2 separate regions of the Sus scrofa genome follow, and region 2 is linked to region 1. Evidence: chromatin contacts called from public HiChIP or PLAC-seq data. All regions are on one chromosome and are shown on one strand. The core of a region is the stretch at or near the end of the contact, and the rest is flanking DNA. Distances in the headings are between cores, read along the strand shown.

Region 1 (6,818 bases), core at 1,959-4,458:
GCCAAAGGGGGAAGTGAGAGCCTCTTAAGGGAAAGTCTGTGAAACATAAAATTAAAAGGCCTTTGGAGTCCCGGACATATGGCAATACTTCAAGGTGTGGCCAAGAGAGCGGGGGAGGGTGGGGTAGACCCTGGAACAACAGAGCTTGTGAGTATGTTACTACGTGGGGGAAATGTTTCTAAATATCATCCAGTAATGCAGCCTTTGCCTCCAACCACCAAGATAATAAGTATCAGCATCTCCATGTAACTGAACGCAGAGCCACCAAGGTCTCTGAATTCTCAATGCAACTGCCAAGGACGCTGAGTGTGCGTCCAAGCGCTGCAGTAAATCCTTCTAGAACAGCATTCTTCTATCCTCTGATGTCCAAGCCAAAGAGAAAACCTGTTCCCAGACCTCACAGAAGTTTTAGAAACTATAGAACTATTCACCAAGGAGACATTGAGTGCATTTGCCTGCATGTGGAATCACTGTGATAGAAAGGAATCAATTAGGGACCCATCTGCAGTTCATTAATATGATCTGTTGAAAAGGAGGCCAAAGTCACCAAGTCAACCCGAAAGTCTAAAAATAGGACGAATGTGAGCCTGGCCCAGTGCACGCGAAGCAATAAAAACCCCTCCATCTGCTAGAGCGAGTCCCCGGTGCTTCCTCCCTCTTTACCACTCATCCTCAGCAGTCGTGGAAAATGAAGGCATTTATTTTCTTTCCAGAAAAAGAGAATAGCATTCTGTAAGGATCACTGTGGCCAAAAATATCATCCTGTGCTGGTACAGGAGAATAAACAGGGGTTGTTGTCCTGTAACACAAATCCTATGTGTTTCAAAGAGCTTTAAAGGGGCGCCTTGTCTGCAGTTGTTCAAAGGAATTTCCCTTGAAGAGATGTGGAAGTTGGCATTCCCATTGTGGCTCAGTGGGTTAAGGACCCGACTTAGTTTTCATGAGATTCGGCTTTGATCCTTGGCCTCACTCAGTGGGTTAAGAATCTGGTGTTGCTGTGAGCTGCAGTGTAGGTCGCAGATGCGGCTCAGATCCCCCACTGCTGTGGCTGTGGCATAAGCCTGCAGCTGCAGCTCTGATTCAACCCTTAGCCCAGGAACTTCCATATGCTGCAAGTGGGACTGTAAAAAGGAAAAAAAAAATCAAAAAAAGAGAGAGGGATGTGGAAGTTACTAGGGCAGCAGTTGCCCTAGTGCAGCAGAGGCAATGTACCCCCTAAAGCTCTGGGTACATCAACTGTGGCGAAGCTGGAGTATCACATGGCTGTTCAAAGGGAGGAGTTCCGGCAGAGTTGCAGCTTGCTTTTGCTTTTGTGTAAAAAGAAAGGATTGATACATGCTTGTTCGTAAACATAGAATATTTCTGAACAGATTTACCCACACTGTCAATGACCTTGCTTATCCATGCTGGGCTGGTAGGGGTGGGGGCACCCAGCTTAGGGGGAGGCTTTGAAGCGCCACTTCCTAGCTGTCTCTGGGTTGGCAATGTTTGCAGTCACCTAACTGCTTTGATAACCAGAGCTTTTTGAATACTAGAAGACAATGGGAAAATATTTGAAAACCTGTGTCAGGGCCCCAGGAATATTAGTTCATGAGACATATGTTGGAGTGAGAGGTTCATTTGCATTTACATAATAATCACGATACATAATACTATTACATAATAATCATTACGACATATAGTTGTATTTACATAATAATGATCATACAGAAGGCGTATTGCATAATAAGCATTATGAAAGCCTGGGCAGCAGCACTGGCACGGACCCAGCATTCCCAGTAGCTGGGCAGGGTCGAGACTGGACAGCCCTCACCCCCGCCTCTGAGGAAAAAGAGCCCCTCCCTCTCCTGATGGCTGCAGGGGTTGTGTCAAGGGTTGAATTGCTCACATGCCAGCTCTGATCCCCACAAGAACTCTTGAAGGTAGGTTCTGTCTCTGTTTAACAGATAAGGAAACTGAGGCTGTAGCAGCTTAGCCCATTATCACGCTAGAGACACTGTCCAGCCACACGCTCCCTTTCCCACTATAGGGGGTTCCATACCCCAGGTCTCCAGGGCAAAAAACCTTGAATGGAAGCGATTTCAGGCTGATGTAGTAAGATATAGCCTGTCACCTTCTCCTTCCGTGCAGGGGTCCCCAAGGCTCCAGGGGGTAACAAAGCCATAAGCTGGAAGGAGCTGAGCTTCCCTAATCAGCCCTGAACTGGCCAGAACCATCAGTCCTTTTTTTGTGCTTTTTAGGGCCACACTCAAGGTGCATGGAGGTTCCCATCCTAGGGGTCCAATGGGAGCTCCAGCTACCAGCCACAGCAACTGGGGATCTGAGCCACATCTGCAACCTACACCACAGTTCATGATAATGCCCAATCCTTAACCCACTGAGGCCAGGGATCAAACCCACAACTTCATGGTTCCTAGTCGGATTCGTTTCCGCTGTTCCATGACAGGAACTCCAGAACTATCCATCTTAAGGCTCTGAAATCATAGGGTTTATTTGTTCCCTAAGTAATGCAATCACTAAAAGATAGCATTGGACACCTTTGGGTTACAAAGGATGAAAGGTAGGGCTAGGATACTGGGGCCATAAGCCTACAAATCTGTGCCCTGATTCCACACAGACATGCCCTCCAAACCAAACTGTATATCCACTAGGGCCTGATCCAGCCTCCAGCCCAGAGCAGGCCGTGGAGGAAGCCAATGGAGAAACTAGAGTTGTCAGAGCAGTTAGCTCCCTGGGCCATGTAACACCTCCTCAGAAGATGCTCTGAGGGTAAAAGTGGCCTTGCAGACAGACTGTCATGGCCAGCAGTTCCCCAGCAGCATCACCAGGAATCTCTGTGCTGGGGAGGGTCCCGATCCTAGCTTCACCTCAGTCCCCCTCCAGCACCCAGCTCAGAGGTGCTCAGTGGAACCCAACACGAGCCCCCACCGAGGGGTGGGCCTGGTGGGAGGGGCTGCCTTCTTGCGCAGCCCTGCGGCTGAGCGCAGTGGGGTGTGCACTGATAACCCTCCAAAGAAGGGGAAAGGAGCAAGGAGAGAGGGTTTGAGTGGTCCCCAGTGACACTGGGAGAGAAACGTGTGGAAAGGAAGATCCATCTTTGAGCAGTTCATTAACCCCTGCTCTGCCGGACCACACAGCTTCCAAGGCCCCATCTGTGAGGAGGGTGCTGGAGACGGACTTCGCATCAGGGTGAGGGCCACAGGAGTGAGCGAGGACCCTGTCACCTCCCACTGCCTGACTTCCACGAAGACAACAGGGCTGTCCAGTGGTCAGAAAACAGAAGTGAGGCCCCGAACCTCAGGGACAAATGAGGAAGTGCCCAGTCAAAACCAATCAGAGTCCACTGGGGAATGAAAGCTGTGTGCTTATATGGTAAGCAGCAGAGAGGCACTTTTCTAATATTTTCCAAGACCTAAGCTTTTTTTTTTTTTTTTTTTTTTTTTTTTTTCAAAATCCTATACAAGGAAATGTTACACAGAGGCGCTGTTACAGCAATTGCTTCACCAAAGTTGCATCAATTTTCCGTGGCAATATTAGCATTTAACTACACCAGAGAACCAATAGAGATAAACATCCTGAAAACTCAAGCAATTAAGTACCTTTTTTGATTCTATGTTTCATTGACACATCCGTAAGATTGTGTTAAGAAATGAAATGAAATGTGTTAAGAAGAAAGGTAATTAGTAATATCATTTTAGGATAAAGTAACTCATTAAATTTTTTAAAGAGAATGAGTTTTTTTTTCCTTCTATTTTAGTTTTTGAAAGAGTTAGAATAGGCAGGAATATTTCCTTTTTAAAGTTATGTATCTTTTTTTTTTTTATTCTTTATTTATTTGTCTTTCTAGGGCCACACCTGAGGCATTTGGAAGTTCCCAGGCTAGGGGTCAAATTGGAGCTAGAGCTGCCTGTCACAGCCACAGCCACAGCAATGCCAGATCCAAGCCATGTCTGCAACCTACACCACAGCTTATGGCAACGCCATATCCTTAACCCACTGAGCAAAGCCAGGGATTGAACCCCTGTCCTTATAGTTACTAGTCGGGTTCGTACCACTGATCCATGAAGGGAACTCCGGTGTCTTTATTTTTTATGTATTTTTTTATTAAAGTATAGTTGGTTTACAATGTTGTGCCATTTTCGGCTGTACAGCAAAGTCATCCAGTAATACATATATATACACTCATTTTCTCATATTACCTTCCATCATGATCCAGCCCAAGAGATTGGACATGGTTTCCTGTGCTGTACAGTAGGTCCTCATTGCTTACCAATTCTAAATGTAATAGTTTGCATCTGCTAACCCCAAACTCTCAGTCCATCCCTCTCCCTCCCCCCCCCTTGGCAACCACAAGTCTATTCTCTATGTCCGTGAGTCTGTTTCTGTTTTCTATATGGGTTCGTTTGTGCCATATTTTATATCCCACATATAGGTGCTACTTAGCCATGAAAAAGAAGGAAATACTGGCATTTGCAGCAACATGGATGCAACTAGAGATTCTCAGACCAAAGGAAGTCAGTCAGAGAGAGATAGGTGGGAATATTTCTTGATTAAGTAGCATGAGTGAATTTATTAATGGTCTCATATTCTGGTTTCTAATAACACTGTTTTCTGTGTATTGCTTGATGTAGCAAATATCCTGACAACGGGATGTTTCCTCCTACTTGGAGGAGATATTCATGCTTGGTTCCAGGCTGTCTTCTGGGCTAAGGATACAACAGTGATCAGACCAGCCTGTGTAGATCTTATATTCTGGTGGAATAAGAAGCAGACCCGGAGTTCCCGTCGTGGCGCAGTGGTTAACGAATCCGACTAGGAACCATGAGGTTGTGGGTTCAGTCCCTGCCCTTGCTCAGTGGGTTAAGGATCCGGTGTTGCCGTGAGCTGTGGTGTAGGTTGCAGATGCGGCTCGGATCCCGAGTTGCTGTGGCTCTGGCCTAGGCCAGTGGCTACAGCTCTGATTCGACCCCTAGCCTGGAAACCTCCATATGCCGCGGGAGCGGCCCAAAGAAATAGCAAAAAGACAAAAAAAAAAAAAAAAAAAAAAAAAAAAAAAATATCAGACCCCATTGCGGGAGGGGTGGAGCAGGAGGTTGGGATGAGCAGATGCAAACTATTATATAGAGAACGGATAGACCACAAAATCCTACTGCAGAGCACAGGGAACTATATTCAATATCCTGGGATGAACCATTGTGGAAAAGAATATGCAAAAAAAGTAACCCCAAGAAAATGGCATCAAACCATGCCCACTGTAAATTACACATGTCACTTCACATCCAACTGCCCCAGAAATACAATTGGAAACTTGACCCAGTCCTCCTCCTGACTTCAGGTCTTTCTCTAACCCCACTGAGGACTCCCAATGCATGAAAGATCTCAAATATAGCAAGGGACACAAAAGATGGCGCTCTTTGGCAGGTGTCTGATTGGCTCCAGAGGAAAGATGCTAAACAGCCCGGCTCAGAGTTCACGTCAATGAGGGGGAGGAGGGCAGGGCAGGGACATCCGCAGGGCCTGGGTTTCTGGCAGGCAGCTGGGCTTTGGGAACAGTGGGGCTCTCTACTCAAAGCCCTGGGAAACGTGCAGCCTATGGAAGCAGCAGGCTTTCTGCAGAGCCAAGGTGCTGGCCCACCTGTGAGCTTCTGACCTCACTGTGCCGCCACCCATGGAGGGATGCTGTGTGGAGTCTCCAGGGAGCGGCAGCCTCCTAAGCACTATAAAAATGTCAGCAGACATGAACTGATTAATATCACGCACTGGGATGGACTTTTCCAAAAAAAAAGATTATAAAGCAGTTGAGCTATTGTAGAGCTGAGGGCATTAGGAAAAGTTGACTGTCTTACCCTGGGCCCAGTCAAGTGGTGAATCAGTCAGGGACAAGGCTGAGGTTTTTGTTTCTGTAAAGCCTGTTTCCTTCGATTAAAAAAGTTATGGATGCACCAGGCACAAAAGGACCCATGTGGCATGATTCCACTTGTAGGGGTAACTCGAGGAGTCCAGCTCAGAGAGACAGAAAGCAGCATGGTGGTTGCCAGGATGAGAAGGGAGAGCTGGTGTCTCATGGGGACAGAGTTTCAGTTTGGGAAGATGACAAAGTTCTAGAAATGGATGGTGATGGTAGTTGCACAATAACGTGAATGAAAACGTCCCTGAAAAATGGCTAAAACGGTTGTTATGTTATGTCTCCTTTATCACCATAATAATAATAATAATAATAAAAGCTATGGAACTATTCGTTGTGAATCTCTGCTTAGATTATTTGAAGAGTAATTTGGTCTCATTTAGCCTTTTCTGTGCATGCACAGGAATGCAGGATCCAAGCTGCATCTGTGACCTACACAAAACGCTGGATACTTAACCCACTGAGTGAGGCGAAGATCAAACCCACAACCTCATGGATACGAGTCAACCTGCTGAGGAACAAAGGGAACTCCCTGGCCTCTTTTCAAGGCATTAGACTTTGAGATTCCCAAGGGCAGGGACCATTTATAATTTGCCTTTTTAGACCAAAAGCACTAGTACAAAGCCTTACATAGCATAATGCTGGATAAATACTATTTGAATGGAAAAAAATGAATGAACGAATAGGCCCAGAATTCCCTCATTGGCAAAGGCCATGCCACTGAACCATCTTTTTTTCTAAAAAACACATTCACAGAATAGTAACAACAAAACCACTGAGCATCATTAAGTGTTTTGCCTTCAGAGCAAATAAGGTTTTCAAACCAAAAAGCAACAATAAAAAAATTAACTGTACTTCGATAAATGTTTCTAAAAATAGTAAAAGCAAAACACGCAACAACAACAACAAAAGT
Region 2 (6,818 bases), core at 2,942-5,441, 260 kb before region 1:
GGAGAACATCTCCATTCTTTCTAATAATTTATTTTTATTTTTGAAAATTCTTTCGGCTGCTTCACAGAATATGGAGTTCCCCGGGGCCAGGGATCAGACCCATCTGAGCTGCCACTGCAACCAATGCCATAGCTGTGGCAAGCTAGACCCTCAACTCACTCTACTGGGCTGGGAATCGAACCTGCGTCCTAGTGCTCCAGGGACATGGCCTATCCCATTGCGCTGCAGTAGACACTCCAACATCTCCATTTTGCAAGCATGTACTAGAATATCTTTATGCCCCAGGCTGCATTCAGCAGAGGAGCGGGGTGGTTTTAGGCAAACCCCCAAAGTAGGAGGGTCTGAAACCCGAGATAGATCTAAAGTCAGTGAGGCACAGAGATGAGATGCAGCTGAGGATGCAACACTCAGCTTGGATAAAGGGAAGCTGACAGGTTTAGACCAGAAGGGAAGGGAGTCTCCACACTGATGAGAGCTGGTTAGGCTGTGTTTGGAGCGTCCTCTAAGGAAAAGGACCGATGCTCCTAGAAAGGTCAGCAGACATGGCTCTCCCCAGCCTAGAATAGGAAGTGATGGCTTTTCCTGATTGATAACCTGCCTGTGGAAGCATCTGGCCTGTTCCTTCACTACTCTCACCACCCTCACGATGGAGGCCACACTGCCTGATGTTTGATTATTCTTCTTGGCCTCTACTGTTTCACGTTCCTTGCTCCCCACCTGGCCTATATGGGCCTTGAAGTCAGGAACCAATATCTAGCCATTTCTGTGTGCCCCAAGGCTCCTTTCTGGGGCTCAGCACAAACTAAGACTCAGTAACTACCTGGAGGATATCAGAGCCCTTCATGCATGGCCCCCAAAGTTTCAGAAGTACCAGTGAGACTGCACCAGGGCCAGGTAGGTGATTTTGAGGACAGCAAATCCCAGCTCATTCTTGGAGGCCTGTCAGGCTCCTGACAATCTCTCCCACTCACCTTTTGTGCCTTCTTGGCCTCAGCACCATCTGCTGTATATGCCAGCTGAGCAGCATGGAATGCTCCCAGGCCTCTGTGCCTTTGCACATGCTGCTCCCTCTGCCTGGCTGCCCTTCCCTCATTCTCCCATCCATGGACTTGTCTACTCAGCTCATGGTCAGCCCTTCCTGCCTGACAGAGCTGTCCTGGGGGCAGAGCTGGTGATGCCTCACTCTCTGGGTCCAGGGTACTTTCTGGAGGCCTGATGTGGTAGCTGGACCAATGGCCCTGCCATCAGGCTGGCAGGTCTTCCTCTTCTGTTGGGCTGTGAGTGCCTTGTGGGTGGGACCCACCTTCCTCACCTCTCAGCTCTTGGCCCTCAGCACAGAGGTACCCAGTACAGGTTCATCAAGTGACTGTGTTTCCCACATTTGGCAGATTGTGATGCAGCAAGTAATGTGGGGATGGAGCAAAGGGGATCCCACTGTGAGACCAAGTAAATGCTGCAGGGAGAGGCAAGGCCCAGGGCTTACCAGCCTCCAGTAGTGCATGAACTGCTTCCTTAAAGTCAATCTCTCTCTGTCTCTATACACACACACACACACCACACACACACACACCACACACACACACACACACACACACACACACACACACACACACAGTCAGAGTTGGTGCTCTTTCCTTGAAGAATGCTAATACACCCATAAACATTTGGAGTCCTCAGATCATCTTAAATTATAGACTCTAACAGTCACAGGGAACATGAATTTCACAGAGTGCCACTTTCACACACAGCTAGACAAATCTAAGCTTGACTGCCCTGCCTTACCCGTTCCTTCTCATGGAAACCACATAAGACTCTCACCCACAGGGCCTCCCATCTCTCTATGCCTCTTGATGGACCCTGGTGCTTCCCCATGTGGCCCTGCTTGGTATGTTGCATTCTCTCCAAGGAAGCATAAGGATGTCTTTAAATTTTCTCCATCCCTCTCTGCCTTGACTTGCATCTGGTCTTACCAGACCCAATCCGAGGTAATATGACAACTGAAGCCCAGTGCTCAGAAAACCCTGGGCCAGGCTTCAGAGATGGGCCAATGGGTGATTGCTGCTGTTGCGTGTCACTCTGGCAGAGGCCACAGCACTCTCCTCTGGGAGATCTGGGGCTGATGGAAATCATGGCCAGCTTCTCAAGAAGCTTGGGCCAAAAGAACTCTTCCTTGCATAAAACTGGGCTCATCATCATCAGTATAAACATGACGTGGCCTTAACAGAGAGCCCAAGTGAACAGTGTTCTCAGTGAGAGCACATGCTCACCCAGAGGAAGGGTGTTTATTGGCTCCTTCAGGGCCCAGGGAAGGGGCACTCACCTTGTAGGGAATGCCTATGTCTGAGACAGAGCTCACCTTGGGGGAGAAGAGAACAACAACCTCTCGGAAGAGGGTTAATTCACTCTTGGTGACTTGTGAAGTTGCAGAATCACACAATTATAGAATCTTAAAAGGTCAGAGGCTGGAAGGGAGATAAGAAGCCATCTGGGCTCAAAACCTCTTGTTTTAAGAATAAAAAAATAACAGGTGGGGTGGGCAAGGAAGGGTAGACAGGGGTGGGGTGGGGGGTTGGGATGGAAATGTTCTAAAATCAGAACATTTTGTGATGATGGCTGCACAACTATAAAAATAATGAAATTCACTGAAAGAAAAAAAAAAAGAAAAAAGAATTCCAATTAAAAGAAAGACTTTCCCTCACCTGCATTTCCTGTTATGGAGCCCCAAATGAATGCTAATTTGAGTGCCAAGTCGAAAACAATTTCAACCTACCACCAGTGTTCATTTTGTGGGATTTTCTTACTGATGGAGGAATTGATGTATGTGCCCATCCATTCGTCTGTCCATCTGTTTATCTATCTATTCATCTCCCCATCCATCTCATCTTCTCCCTAGTAAGACATTTAGGCGGCTACACAAAGAGCATGGATTTTTGCTTGCTCTCCCTCCATCCCTCTTTCTCTTTCTCTCTCCCCCTTTCCTTCTTTCTTTCTTTCTTTGCCACACCTGTGACATGCAGAAGTTTCTGGGCCAGGGATTAAACCTGTGCCACAGCTGTAATCTGAGCCACAGCAGTGAAAACACTGGATCCTTAACCCTCTGAGCAACAAGGGAACTCTGCTTCCTCCTCTTTCCATCTTGTTTTTCTCTCCCACCTGAGATGGAGATGAGCGTAGCGAGGGGCTTGGCCCAGGTGCCGGTGTAGGAGAAAGGCCATTGGCACCAGTGTCACGGTGGGGTATTTGAAACCTTCCAAGTCCCTCCATCCATGGTGGATATCAACGAGGCAGGATTGCTTGACAGAGCGTGTGATAGAGGGAGGAGCTTAATGAAGGTATCTGAGATGCTGATGGGCTGAAAGGAGCCCTTTTCTTGTCTTTGCAGTAACTTCCAGCGTCAGAACAGGGGGCCACTGGAGGGAACGAAGGACAAGGACATGTAAATAAACCACCATCAGAGCTGCTGCTTCCCAGGCTCTCACAGCTGGGAAGACAACCCACCTGGCTTCAGCCCGGGGTCCCCAAGTTAAATGTTACAGCTGAATGTGGAAGGGGCTGGGTGAATCCATGATCAAGAGTGATGCTGGCTTTTATAGGAGCCAAGATAAGGGTAATTAAATCTTGTGCTTCAGGCCATATAAACTGATCTCTGCAGGAGGGCAGGAATTAACTTAATTCCACAGGCACAACCCCACCCGACCCTCCAATAGCTTCATATGATAGACCCAGTGCATGACGGGGAAGGTAGCAGGAAAGAAGAAAGATTTGTTCTAAGCACCAGGTATTAACCAGCACACAAATCAGGAGCTTGAACTTGATGGGCCCCAAGGCTGATCCAGTGTGGCAAATCCAGAGCTTCTTACAGCTTCTCCCTGCACTTGGTTTATTACACACAATCTGTACAGGGGCTGTTTTCACACTTAATGGCAATCCTGAATCACTATCTATTTCCCATCTTCGCCTGCAAAACAGCAACCCAGAGCTAGTGCTCTGCCATAAATACTGGGCCCCATAAAGCCACGGCTGTATAGATTTGCCTTTTTGTGCGTGGATGTCTGATTCACTGGCGCTTTGGCAGCCTTCCAGGATCTAGGAGAGGAAAAAAACCATCCTGAGAATCCCAACAGCCTCATTTTGATCTGTGATACTGAGCAACTCATTTCCACTTCACAGGCTCCGCTGAGCTGTGCCACAGAAAGACAAATCCCAGACGAGGAAAGGGCAGGCGGTAGGAGGAAGGATGGTGGAGGAGACGGGGGGAGGAGGGGGGAGCAGAAAAGGGCCGCATCTATTAAGCTGTTTTTCTTTTGGTGAAAAGAAGCATTTATCAGTGATTTCATATATCATGTGAGAGGTGGCTTCCTGCCAGTTTCCAAGAATCCAAACAACCCGCTGACATCATATGCTAAATATAACTCAGCCTTTGCTTTAGGTGAATAAATAATGCCGCTGGAAAGGAATAGGTTCCCTTCAGTTACGTGTTTATTATGATCGGGCTGTCAGGCTTGTGTAATCAAAAGAATAATGTCCAGTACCAAGGAGGAATGGTGGGCAAAGAATTTTCAAACCATTTCAGGAGGTCACCTTTGAAGCCCTGTTCCTCTTGCCCTTCCCGATGGGAGGGAAGTGGGGGATTCATTTGTTGCGGGGGTCTTCGACGCCCTGATAGGTATGTGTGGGCATGTGTTGTATTTTGCACCTCTGCCCTGCCCTCCACACCAATGGCTGGTCTCTCCGGGGCAAATGCACAGAAGGAAGACATTCAAATGCACAGAGATGGTCCTGAGGCCGAGGTGGAGGTGGGTGGGGCCTGGGTGGGGTTCAGCAAAGAGGGCCAAGGAGGTCTCTGTTTTTGGCAGACCTTCAGGTGAGATGCTTGTCCAACAGCGAATGGCGACCCTAACGCCCCTTCCTCCATGTCCAGGATGTCACCCCCAAGAGCTTTTGCATTTAGCATGTTGTGCCAAAGAAGCCACAGGAAGAATTCGGGTTTCTAATGAGACCTAAAGATTTCTGCCTCCTCTCCAGCTCCACCCCCCACTCCACCCCCGCGGCTCCCCCCCCCCCCCACCGTCCCCAAACTCACACGGCGGGGGAGGGGGAGCCAGCCTCAAGGGCCTGTAGGAAGGGGCAGCTGGAAGGAGAAGAAAAGCAAGAAAATTAGTGCCGGGAGATAAGGAGACAGCGAGTCAAAATAGCTCCTGGAAAGGTGTTGGATCCCAAATAACATCTGCAAGATTTCTCTTCACACTCAGGGATACAATAGAGGTGGTTACTATGGAAACGGGTGTAAAAGCAGCGCAGAGAAAGGAGAGGGCCGGATATAAAGACGAGAGAGGAAAAGGCACACAACACTTTTAAAGCATCAAAGGGGAATACTACAGCACTTTCCATCTCTGAGAGAAGAAAAAAAAGTTATTGAGCCTAGAGATTGTTGAATGCTCTGAGCAGGGGAGGGGTCGGGGCTCTCAGACACCATAATCCCTTTCCCCACAAGCCTGGGTACTGAGCCTGCCTTCCCACAGTTAAGCTCATCAACCGGAAAAGCATCTCCAGGCGGCTCAGGTGGTAAACTCCGAGCTAGACAGCCTGCTCCGCTGGGTTTGGCCTTGGCCTTCGGTAACGACCTTGGAGAGATCAGGTCATTTTTCTGTGTCACAGATTCATCACTTGCCTTCCTCCCAGGGAGGCCTATGACGAAGCACTTTTCTCAAAGAAGGAGTAATGGTGCTGTTTAAGGCAGAGACAGTATAGGTGTCAAGAGCTCTGGGTGCACCTGGGCTGCATGTTTTGTGAGCTGCCCCAGCCAGTGCCCCGAGTGTATTCCAGGGGCCAGGGAGGCAGAGGCCCAAGCCGTGTTTATACCCCACCCACTTTGTTTCAGTGTGGGCTAATGAGTTTGAAAGCGTCTTCTCAAGCCGAGGAGGATTTGCACAAGTCATCCATCTTTTATCCCAGGATCGCAGACTTTGGTCCTCTCGGATAGAAATAAGATGTGAGCCAATGATAAGGTCCTACCGTAGCACACAGGGAGCTGTCTTCAATACCCTGTGATGAACCATCATGCAAAAGAATCTGAAAAAGAATACAGACATGTATAACTGAGTCACTTTGCTGTACTGCCAAAATTACCATAACAGGGTAAATCAACTCTACTGTGATAAAATAAAAAAAAAAAATGAAAAAAGAAAGGTGTGGGCCATATGTAACTTGAAGTTTTCTAGTAGCCACATTAAACAGGTAAAAAGAAACAGATAAAATAAATTCTAATCTAATTTGTTGAATTCCAATATATCCGAACTATGATCATGTCAATAAAATCAATACAGAAATTATTGATGAGATTTTTTTAGGTTCTTTTTTCATACTAAGTCTTGGAAATGTGGTGTGTGTTTTACACAGAAAATGCATCTCGATGAGCCACCTTTCAAGGTCTCAATAGCCACATGTGGCTAATGGCTACCTTATTGGACAGCAAGGCTCTAGACTTTTCCATTATAGAGATGACAAACATGAAGACAGAACACAGAGAAGTAAAAATAGGAAATAGGTGAATTTGGCTCAGGCGATGATTCCAACCACTTGCTTTGTCTCACTGTGGGAGCAATAATTATTACATACACACCCACTGTGGAAGCAATAATCACACACACATACACACACACCCCCACACACCTTGAACAGATTGTCACCCTCAAATACCTCTCTCTGCCATTGAACAATGGCCATCCTGTGGTTAGGACAAAGGAGAGGGTCCATGTAATAACTTCAGTCTCTGGGCCACTGAAATCAGACAGACCCGGTCCCAGGCACGTTTCTAT

The links. HiChIP or PLAC-seq counts read pairs in DNA pulled down with a chosen protein or histone mark.
Region 2: an H3K27ac HiChIP or PLAC-seq map of alveolar macrophages shows a contact between it and region 1. The contact joins two enhancer-like sites. A contact is called at or near these places in 1 of 47 Hi-C or Micro-C datasets (embryonic fibroblasts) and 1 of 2 datasets of contacts at active chromatin or transcription factors (alveolar macrophages).

Annotation. Positions count from the first base shown.
Region 1 is chr14:56,341,306-56,348,123 of Sscrofa11.1, reverse strand. No RefSeq gene overlaps it. Among named protein-coding and RNA genes, the nearest start is that of IRF2BP2, 200 kb to the left of the region's middle. Within about 2 kb of position 3,208, at least 12 of the 83 cell types and tissues checked have an H3K27ac peak or open chromatin away from gene starts, as enhancers often do. A contact at or near this core is called in alveolar macrophages, where this site is marked.
Region 2 is chr14:56,597,609-56,604,426 of Sscrofa11.1, reverse strand. It overlaps LOC110256752 (a long non-coding RNA gene), which reads right to left and starts at 261. Exons shown (of 2, transcript XR_002338680.1): 1 at 1-261. Within about 2 kb of position 4,191, at least 36 of the 83 cell types and tissues checked have an H3K27ac peak or open chromatin away from gene starts, as enhancers often do. A contact at or near this core is called in alveolar macrophages, where this site is marked.